Regions from separate parts of the Sus scrofa genome. Here region 2 is linked to region 1. A link is a contact called in public HiChIP or PLAC-seq data. All regions are on one chromosome and are shown on one strand. The core of a region is the stretch at or near the end of the contact, and the rest is flanking DNA. Distances in the headings are between cores, read along the strand shown.

Region 1 (3,877 bases), core at 1,258-3,757:
ACCATCCAACCACCAGGCTCAGGGCCAGTCCCCTCCTTACCTCTTGCGGAGGGGTGGGAGGGGGCGGGAGGCATCTTGGGTTGATAGTAGGTTTGGGGGGGATATACTCTGTCACAGCCATCAGCTTCTGCCGCTCAAAGTGCATCACGCGACGGTGGCGGGTAACAGCCTTAGAGCCATACCGGACAGTCTGGAAGGTGGGCAGCCGACCTGGGGAGAGAGATGGTCTTGTGGTGAGATGCAGCCTCTTGGAGGCCTTAGTCTGGCCCGGGTGGAGAAAAAGCCCACCCTCTAGGCAGAGACAACCAGAGCTGAGCACTGAGTTGGACAAGGAACTATCTACTAGAAGTCCTGAACTCCCAGTCTTTCTCTTCTCTTTAATGGGTGACCTTAGCTCAGGTGCCTGAACCTCAGAAGCTGCCATTTCTCCACCACTTCTTTATGCAGAGATGGGGAAAAAAAATGAGAATAGAGGAGAAAGTATCCTGAACATGATTTAAAAAGGAGAGAGTTGAGCAAACTTTTTCTTAAGTGACCCAACAATAAAATTTTTAAGTTTGAGGAGTTCCCATTGTGGCTTAGCGGTAACAAATCTGACTAGTATCCATGAGGATGTGGGTTTGATCTTTGGCCTCGCTCAGTGGGTTAAGGATCCAGCGCTGCTCTGAGCTGCGGTGTAAGTCAAAGACATGGCTTGGATCCCGCACTGCTGTGGCTGTGGCATAGGCTGGCAGCGACAGCTCCAATTCAACCCCCAGCCTGGGAACTTCCATATGCTGCAGGTGTAGCCCTTAAAAAAAAAAAAAAAAAAAAAAAATTAAGTTTGAGAGTCACATGGCCTGTCACTACTACTCAACTCTGTATCATGGAAGTAGCCAGCCATACACAATATGTAAATAAACAGATGTAGCTGTGTTCCAATATGACTACATGCATAAAAGATGGTGTCCAGCCCTGCCGTAATTTGCCAACCCCTGAAGCTAATGGTTCTCAAAATGTGCACCACCACCTCCCTAAACCAACACCAGGATCATCCAAGAACTTGTTAGAAAATACAAGTTCTCAGGCCCTGTGCTAGATCTGCTGAATCAGTAGCTCTGGAGTGGAGCCAGGAAAACAATTTAACAAGTCCTCCAGGTGATGCCGATGTTGGCTAAAGTTTGAGACCCACTGCTCGAAGCACTGCTTGGAGAACCCATGATTTGAAGCAAGACAGAAAACTTATACTGTCCTCACAGCTCCCCCAAACAAGTCTCTCTCCTCTCTATGCTTCCTGTTTATAAGCACTGCTGGACAGCAGCACCCCTCAGAAGACAGGGGAGCCACCTGAAAGCCCTAAGCCAAAGGAACCCCTTCATCCTCAACAAAAGGACCCAGGCTAGGGCTTCCCACTTCCCACCTTCCCAAGGTTGGGATGGGTGGGATCTCAGAGGAAGATTCAGCCAGAAGGTGGCTCTGACAGTCACAGAGCATGGACATTTGCTGAAGTAGAGGTTTTCTTAACAGCGGCCACAAAACCTAACCACCAATAGCACAAGCTTTAGAGCAGATGGAATCAGATTTTTCAAATTTTTTTTCCAGTTTTGTTGAGATGGAACCCAAATTTAATCTCTCTTCCGCCACTTACTAGCTGTGACCTTGACCAGTCACTCAATTGGTCTAAATTTGAGTTTCTTCAGCTGTAAAGTGGGGGGGGGAATGTCTTCTTCATAGGATGCTTTAAGGTTTAAATGAAATAATACATGCAAAATATTTATCGTAGTGCCTGGCCTATATTACACGCTCAAAATCATTCATTAAACAAATATCCACAGCATGCCTGCTAACGTCAGGCACCATGCCACCTGCTGGCTATGCTCAATGAACATGGTTCTGCCCTTATAGAGTTCAAAGTCTAAAAGAGGAAACAACAAATAAACGCAAAATTACAGAGTGTGATGGGGCAAAGAGGTCAATAAACAGGGTGCGAGATACAGATTTAACAGGGGAAAGCTGCCTTGAGGAGGATGGCGACGGAAGGCCTGAGATGACATTTAGGCTGAGACTTTAAGGAGGGGGCACAGCACCAAGGTCGGGGCGGGGAGTGGTCCAAGCAGAGGAATCTCTGGAAACACAAAGAGCTGGGTGGTGGGTTAGAAAAACTCCAAACAAGACAGGGGGACTGGGGAGTAAAGAATAAATACTTTGGTTGTTGCGGAAGTTTTGGCTGTGTTGCCATTATGACTACAGTCTGGGGTCACAGAAAATTAGGTGAGGGAAGGGAACCGGCGATCTAGCGGAGGTCAAGGGGCCATCGAGAGCTGCCTGGGGTCAGAAATTTCGGGAGGGGATCAGTAATAGAGGAGGGAGACGAGTAGAGAGCATCGGCCAGAACGTGCAGCGAGGACCTGGGCCGCTCCTTACCCGCCTGGGGCAGGAGACCCCCTCGTAGCATCCCAGCCACAACCGCAGCCATTGCCGCCGGAAGAACGAACGGCGGGGAGCCGAACGAGACGGAAGGAGCTAAGGATTGTGGGTAGTTCTAGGCCGGAAGCGGAGGGCGGAGCCGCCGGTCGGGGTAGCAATCCGCATGCGCCGAGCCTGGCATCTGAGAGCCCGCCCTCTCCGAGGGCCCACCTGGCGTCCAGTCTCCTAGCAACGACGCTACACTCCTGGAACTGTTTTCTCCATTTGTACACTCTACCATCTACCTACAAGTCCCCTGTTGGCGGTCAGCAGAGGCCCTTTTTACACCCCTCACACTCCTGACCCTCCACTTCGATTTACTTCCCTTTTCTACCCCACCCCAACAGTTTGCCCTGAATTAACCCTTTTCCTTGGTCCTCCAATTCTCTGAGCTTCTCTCTCCTCATAGCTTCCTGGGTTCCGCCATTCCCAGGAGCCGTCCCAGCTGCTCTGCTCCTTTTGGTTCCAGTTCCGCCCCAGGCCAACAGCTTTTAGATCATGCCTGGAGGTGAGTAGGGAGGTCGGTGGGGTGTGTAACGGTAGAATCAGGCCTCCAAGAATAAGGAAATGTTACAGTTGGATGCATCTTTTCACAGCTAAGCTTGCCCAGAGTCCAGAGGAAAGTGGTGTGTGCATTACTGAAGCCCTTATCACTAAGCGGAACTTGACCTTCCCTGAGGATGAGGATCTGTCAGAAAAGATGTGAGTGCATGGGGAAGGAAAGGGGTGCTGGAAGTTTGAAACACACAAGATGACTCGTCCCATGAGCTCCACTCATTTATCAGCTTAGTCCCTGTCTTTACTTACTACACGCGTTCGGTCAGTGGCAATGTCCAGTTGATTCTCCCTCCTTAAAAATCGTTCTCTTTCTGGATAAGCAATAAGGCCCTGCTGTACAGCACAGGGAACCGTATCCAGTCCCTTGGGACAGAACATGATGGAAAATAATATAAGGAAAGGAATGTATATGTACACATGACTGGGTCCCTTCGCCGTGCAGCAGAAATTGGCACAACATTGTAAATCAGTTATACTTTAATTTTAGAAAAAAATAAAATAAATTTTAAAAAATCATTCTCTTTCTTGTTTACCATGCCCACTCAATTGCTTTAGATACGGGTTTTAAATAAGTCATCACTCCTAATTAGTCTCTCTACCCCTAGTCTAAGCACCCCATACTGTTGCCAAAGTGATCCTTTTAAATGACATATCTGATGAGGCACTCCGTGATAGAACCTTCCTTGGCTCCCTAGTATCTCCAGAATAAAATCCAAACATCTATTTTTTTCTTTCCACCACACCCTCAGCATATGGAAGTTCCCAGTGCCATGGATCAAATCCCAGCCACAACTGCAGCAACGACAGATCCTTAGCCCATTGTGCCAGACAGAGGATCAAAACTTCACCTCAGCAGCTACCTGAGCTGCTGCAG
Region 2 (4,267 bases), core at 452-2,951, 140 kb after region 1:
TTAAAAGCTGAGGTACCCTCCTCAACTCCTGCTCAGCATCCTGCATCCCTGTCCTAGGTGGGGGCACTCCCATCCAACCACCTCTGTGTCATCTTCTTTTTTTTTTTTTTTCTTTTTAGGGCTACACCTGCGGCATATGGAGGTTCCCAGGCCAGGGGTCAAATCAGAGCTGCAGCTGCCAGCCCATGCCACAGACGGAGCAACACAGGATCCGAACAGTGTCTGCAACCTACACCACAGCTCACAGTAATGCCAGATCCTTAATCCACTGAGCGAGGCCAGGGATTGAACCCACAACTTCATGGTTCCTAGTCGGATTCGTTTCTGCTGTGTCACGACAGGAACTCTGCCTCTGTGTCATCCTTGCTGTTCCAGTCCCCAAACCCACACAGCCAATCAACTGCCATTTTCCTCCAAAACATCTCAAATCCAGCCTTCTCTTCCTCCTAGTGCCTCTGTCCCAGGTGAACCCTGAACTCCTGTCTAATAACCTCCTGACAGTTTCCCAGTCTTATCTCCCACAAATCCATCTTCTGTGCAGCCAACCTGTATACGTTCCTCCCTGCCTCAAGCCTCAAACCCTTAAAACCCTCCAGTGGTTCTTCTCTTTCTGCAGGGGGGAAGTACAAGTTGCTTCCTGAGATCTTTTGATATGCCCCTCACAGGCTTTTTTCTCCAGCCACCCCATGCCTCAAACATTTCACTGCACAGGGGATGGGCTGCCTGGGGGGCTGCCTTCCCGAGTGTGAGACCTAAGCTGTGCCCTCTTGAAATTGTCTATATATATATATATCTTTCTTTTTCTTTTCTTTTCTTTTTTTTTTTTTTGGCTTTTTGCCTTTTCTGGGGCCGCTCCAGCGGTATATGGAGGTTCCCAGGCTAGGGGTCGAATCGGAGCTGTTGCTGCTGGCCTGCGCCAGAGCCACAGCAACGCCAGATCTGAGTCCACGTCTGCGACCTACACCACAGCTCACAACAACGCTGGAAAATTGTCTATATTTTTAAACAAGGGGCTCTGCATTTTCATTTTGCTCTGGTCGCTGACAATCATTTTGCCCGTCTTGCCTGTTTGTTGTCCCCTGCACCCCTCTTATGGTTTGTGGCCTGCATAGTCTCCTCCACCCAGAACACCCCTCCCACATCACCCTTTCTGCAGCTCTTCTTTTAACACTCAATTTAGGTGTTATCTTTGGGATAACAAGCCTCCCTTGAACTTCCTCCCTCCCTCCCGTTATCAGCCCTAACCACACAAGCAGCAGCTGCCCAACAGTTGTCTATTTGATGAACTGAAGGAGAAAGCAATGTGCGACACGTGGCACAAGAGACCTACAAACCATCGATGGACAGTAAAGCAAGGCAAGACGGCAAGGGATTTGCAACAGCCTCCGGGTCACCCTGGGCGGCGCTAGGACCCTGCCCGCAGACGCGTTAATGTTGCGGGGAGGCTTCCTTGCCGGGAGGCTTCCTTGTCTTGTTGGCCGGAAGCGCCTGGAGCCGCTCTAGAGCGCCGCCTACTGGGATCGCGACGCCGCTGCAGCCCTTTCCTGACTCCCCCACCCTTCCCTGGCCGTGAGCCCGCCTCGCGTCTCCTATTGGCCGTCTCCTCTTCTCCCGCCCCTCCCGGGCTCAGCCACTCGGAGCCCCGGGGTGGGTGGGGCTTGAGGCCGGTGGTGTGCGCGCCCCGATTGGCTCAGAGGAAGGCGGTGACGTGGCCGGAGCAGCCCTGTCTGTGCCTAAACTGAAGCTCGGCCACGCTAGATCTGGATTGGTGGTAGGCGGGGCGGGCCCCGGTCGCTGGCCGGAAGCGGAAGTGGAGGAAAGATGCAGGTTTGAAGACAGGAGTTGGAAAAATGGGGGGCTGGTTTGGGACCCCTGGACTCAGTTCAGCCCATCCTTCCCTGATCTGCTTCCCCGGCTCTCTCATGGGCTCAGCCCTCCCCGACTCCTGCGTGGTGGCTCCGCAGGGTGGCGGTTGCGCGGGCGAAATGGAGCAAGCGGCAGGTTCCCTTCCAGCGCTCACGCCCGGTTCCCCCGCGATCTTTCCCGCTAGGACCATCAGCACGTGCCCATCGACATCCAGACCAGCAAGCTGCTCGGTAGGAGGGGTCACCCCGCTCAACCGGCTGTCAGGGGGAGGCCTGGCCCTTTGCCCCATCACCAACAGCTGGAGCCCAGACATCCCAAGGTCCCTGTTCAGACGCTGACCGCTCGCCCTGCTCTGTGCCCGCGTCTGTGCCCAGACCTGCCTCGCTAAGAGGAGCAGGAAGGAACCGTTCATAAAGTCTGTACTCAATCTGCGTCTTCTACCTTAACGTTTGTAACATGTGTTGCCAATCAGATCATTCAGGCGCAGAGAGGCGAAGGGCTTACCTTGAAGATGGTCACCTACTGAGATGTCAGATCTGAAATTAGAACCTAAGTCTGTCAGGCACCAGCATCTATGCTTTTTGTATTATGCCAGAAAAAAAAGCTTTCTCTCCTTTTTTATTTTTACTATTTTCCTTTTTTTTTTTTTTTTTTTTTTTGAGGGCCGTTTGAATGGCATGTGGAGGTTCCCAGGCTAGGGGTCCAATCCGAGCTACAGCTGCCAGCCTACACCACAGCCACAGCAACGCCAGATCCGAGCCACGTCTGCAGCCTACACCACAGCTCATGCCAACACCGGATCCTTAACTCACTGAGTGAGGTCAGGGATCGAACCCACAACCTCATGGTTCCTAGTCGGATTTGTTTTGGCTGCGCCACAACGGAAACTCCGGCACATGTATGCTCTTGATGTATGTGCTTGTTATTGTTTGTGAAAGGGACTGATGAGACAACAACTGTGTATCGAGGGTTTGCGCTCTACCAGGTGCTGTTTTGTGTGCTTGATGTTATGAACATGAAGATCACCACCATTCATTGAGCCCTTGCCATGTGCTAGGTGTTTTACCTTCATTCCCCTTTGTACTCAGTGTCTCTAGCATCTTCATTTTACATGTAGGGAAACTGAGGCACAGAGCGATTGAGGGACTTTGCCCAAGAAAGTTGCTAAATAGCAGCCAAGTCCATCTGACCCCAGAGTCTAGCTCTTAGCTCCTGCCTACTGAAGAAATGTGCTTGGCTGTCATCCACCTATACCCGCTACTAAAAACACGAATCTGGGCCCAGAATCTAGGAGGTCAGTTACCTTAGTATTCATATGTGCAGGATGGTACTTCACTGGTATGATTAGACTGCTGTTATTTAGTCCTTAGGACACTATAGGTGTTAGGGGCTTTGCAGTTCTTCATTCATCTGGTTTGGCATAACCATATTGTATTTTTTTTTTTGTCATGGTTAATCCCAGCCCTGAGGAAGTGGAAGTTAAATAGCAACCTCTGTTGATAGGAAAGATACAATCACTCATGGAAGCAAAAATATTATGGAGAGTTTAGAGTGGCCCAAAGTGGCACATTTTTTTGTTTTGGTTTGGTTTTTGGTTTCTTTGGCCACACCTGTGGCATATGAGGGTTCCCAGGCTAGGGGTCTAATTGGAGCTGTGGCTGCCGGCCTACACCACAGCTCACGGCAATACTGGATCCTTAACCCACTAGTTAAGCGGGGCCAGGGATCGAACCTGTGTCTTCATGGATATTAGTTGGGTTTGTTATCCCTGAGCCATGACAGGAACTCCCAAAATGTCACTGATGGCAAGACCAATTTAAAATTTTTCTTTTTCTTTTTTTTTTTTAAGAGCCTCACATGTGGCATATGAACGTTCCCAGGCTAGGGATCTCATTAGAGCTATAGTTACAGCATTGCCTGCAACCTATGCCACAGCTTACAGCAACACTAGATCCTTAACCCACTGAGTGGGGCCAGGGATGGAACCTGATTTTTCATGGGAACTAGTCAGGTTCCTTACCACTGAGCCACAACGGGAACTCCTCAAGTTTTTCTTTATCCTGTTGTCAAGGCAACTGCTCTATAAAAGTCACACTGCGGATAAAGTCAGGTTTTGGAATCTGTTTAGCCCCAAGCATCCCTTTGGGCCTGTCTTCATTCCCATCTTCCTGTGACCTCCACACCTTAACCAGTATGAATACAGCTTTTAGCCCATGTCTTAGGGTAGTTTGTTTGAATCAGTGGTGGCATCTTGGCCACGTGGATGGGCATGCTGTGACTGGGGTTTTTCTCACATAGACTGGCTGGTGGACAGAAGGCACTGCAACCTGAAATGGCAGAGTCAGGTGTTGACCATCCGAGAGAAGATCAACGCTGCCATCCAGGACATGCCAGAGAGCGA

What was found. HiChIP or PLAC-seq counts read pairs in DNA pulled down with a chosen protein or histone mark.
Region 2: an H3K27ac HiChIP or PLAC-seq map of alveolar macrophages shows a contact between it and region 1. The contact joins the promoter of CDK5RAP3 here to the promoter of MRPL10 in region 1. A contact is called at or near these places in 2 of 5 promoter capture datasets (liver and skeletal muscle), 19 of 47 Hi-C or Micro-C datasets (alveolar macrophages, embryonic fibroblasts, fetal heart ventricle and 11 more) and 2 of 2 datasets of contacts at active chromatin or transcription factors (alveolar macrophages and skeletal muscle).

Annotation. Positions count from the first base shown.
Region 1 is chr12:24,080,579-24,084,455 of Sscrofa11.1, forward strand. It overlaps MRPL10 (39S ribosomal protein L10, mitochondrial), which reads right to left and starts at 2,508. Exons shown (of 5, transcript XM_003131531.4): 1 at 2,404-2,508; 2 at 41-210. The coding sequence starts at 2,455. It overlaps LRRC46 (leucine-rich repeat-containing protein 46), which reads left to right and starts at 2,604. Exons shown (of 9, transcript XM_005653947.3): 1 at 2,604-2,710; 2 at 2,855-2,953; 3 at 3,042-3,147. The coding sequence starts at 2,944.
Region 2 is chr12:24,222,561-24,226,827 of Sscrofa11.1, forward strand. CDK5RAP3 (CDK5 regulatory subunit-associated protein 3) reads left to right here and starts at 1,702. Exons shown (of 14, transcript XM_021067091.1): 1 at 1,702-1,827; 2 at 2,051-2,096; 3 at 4,165-4,267. The coding sequence starts at 1,822.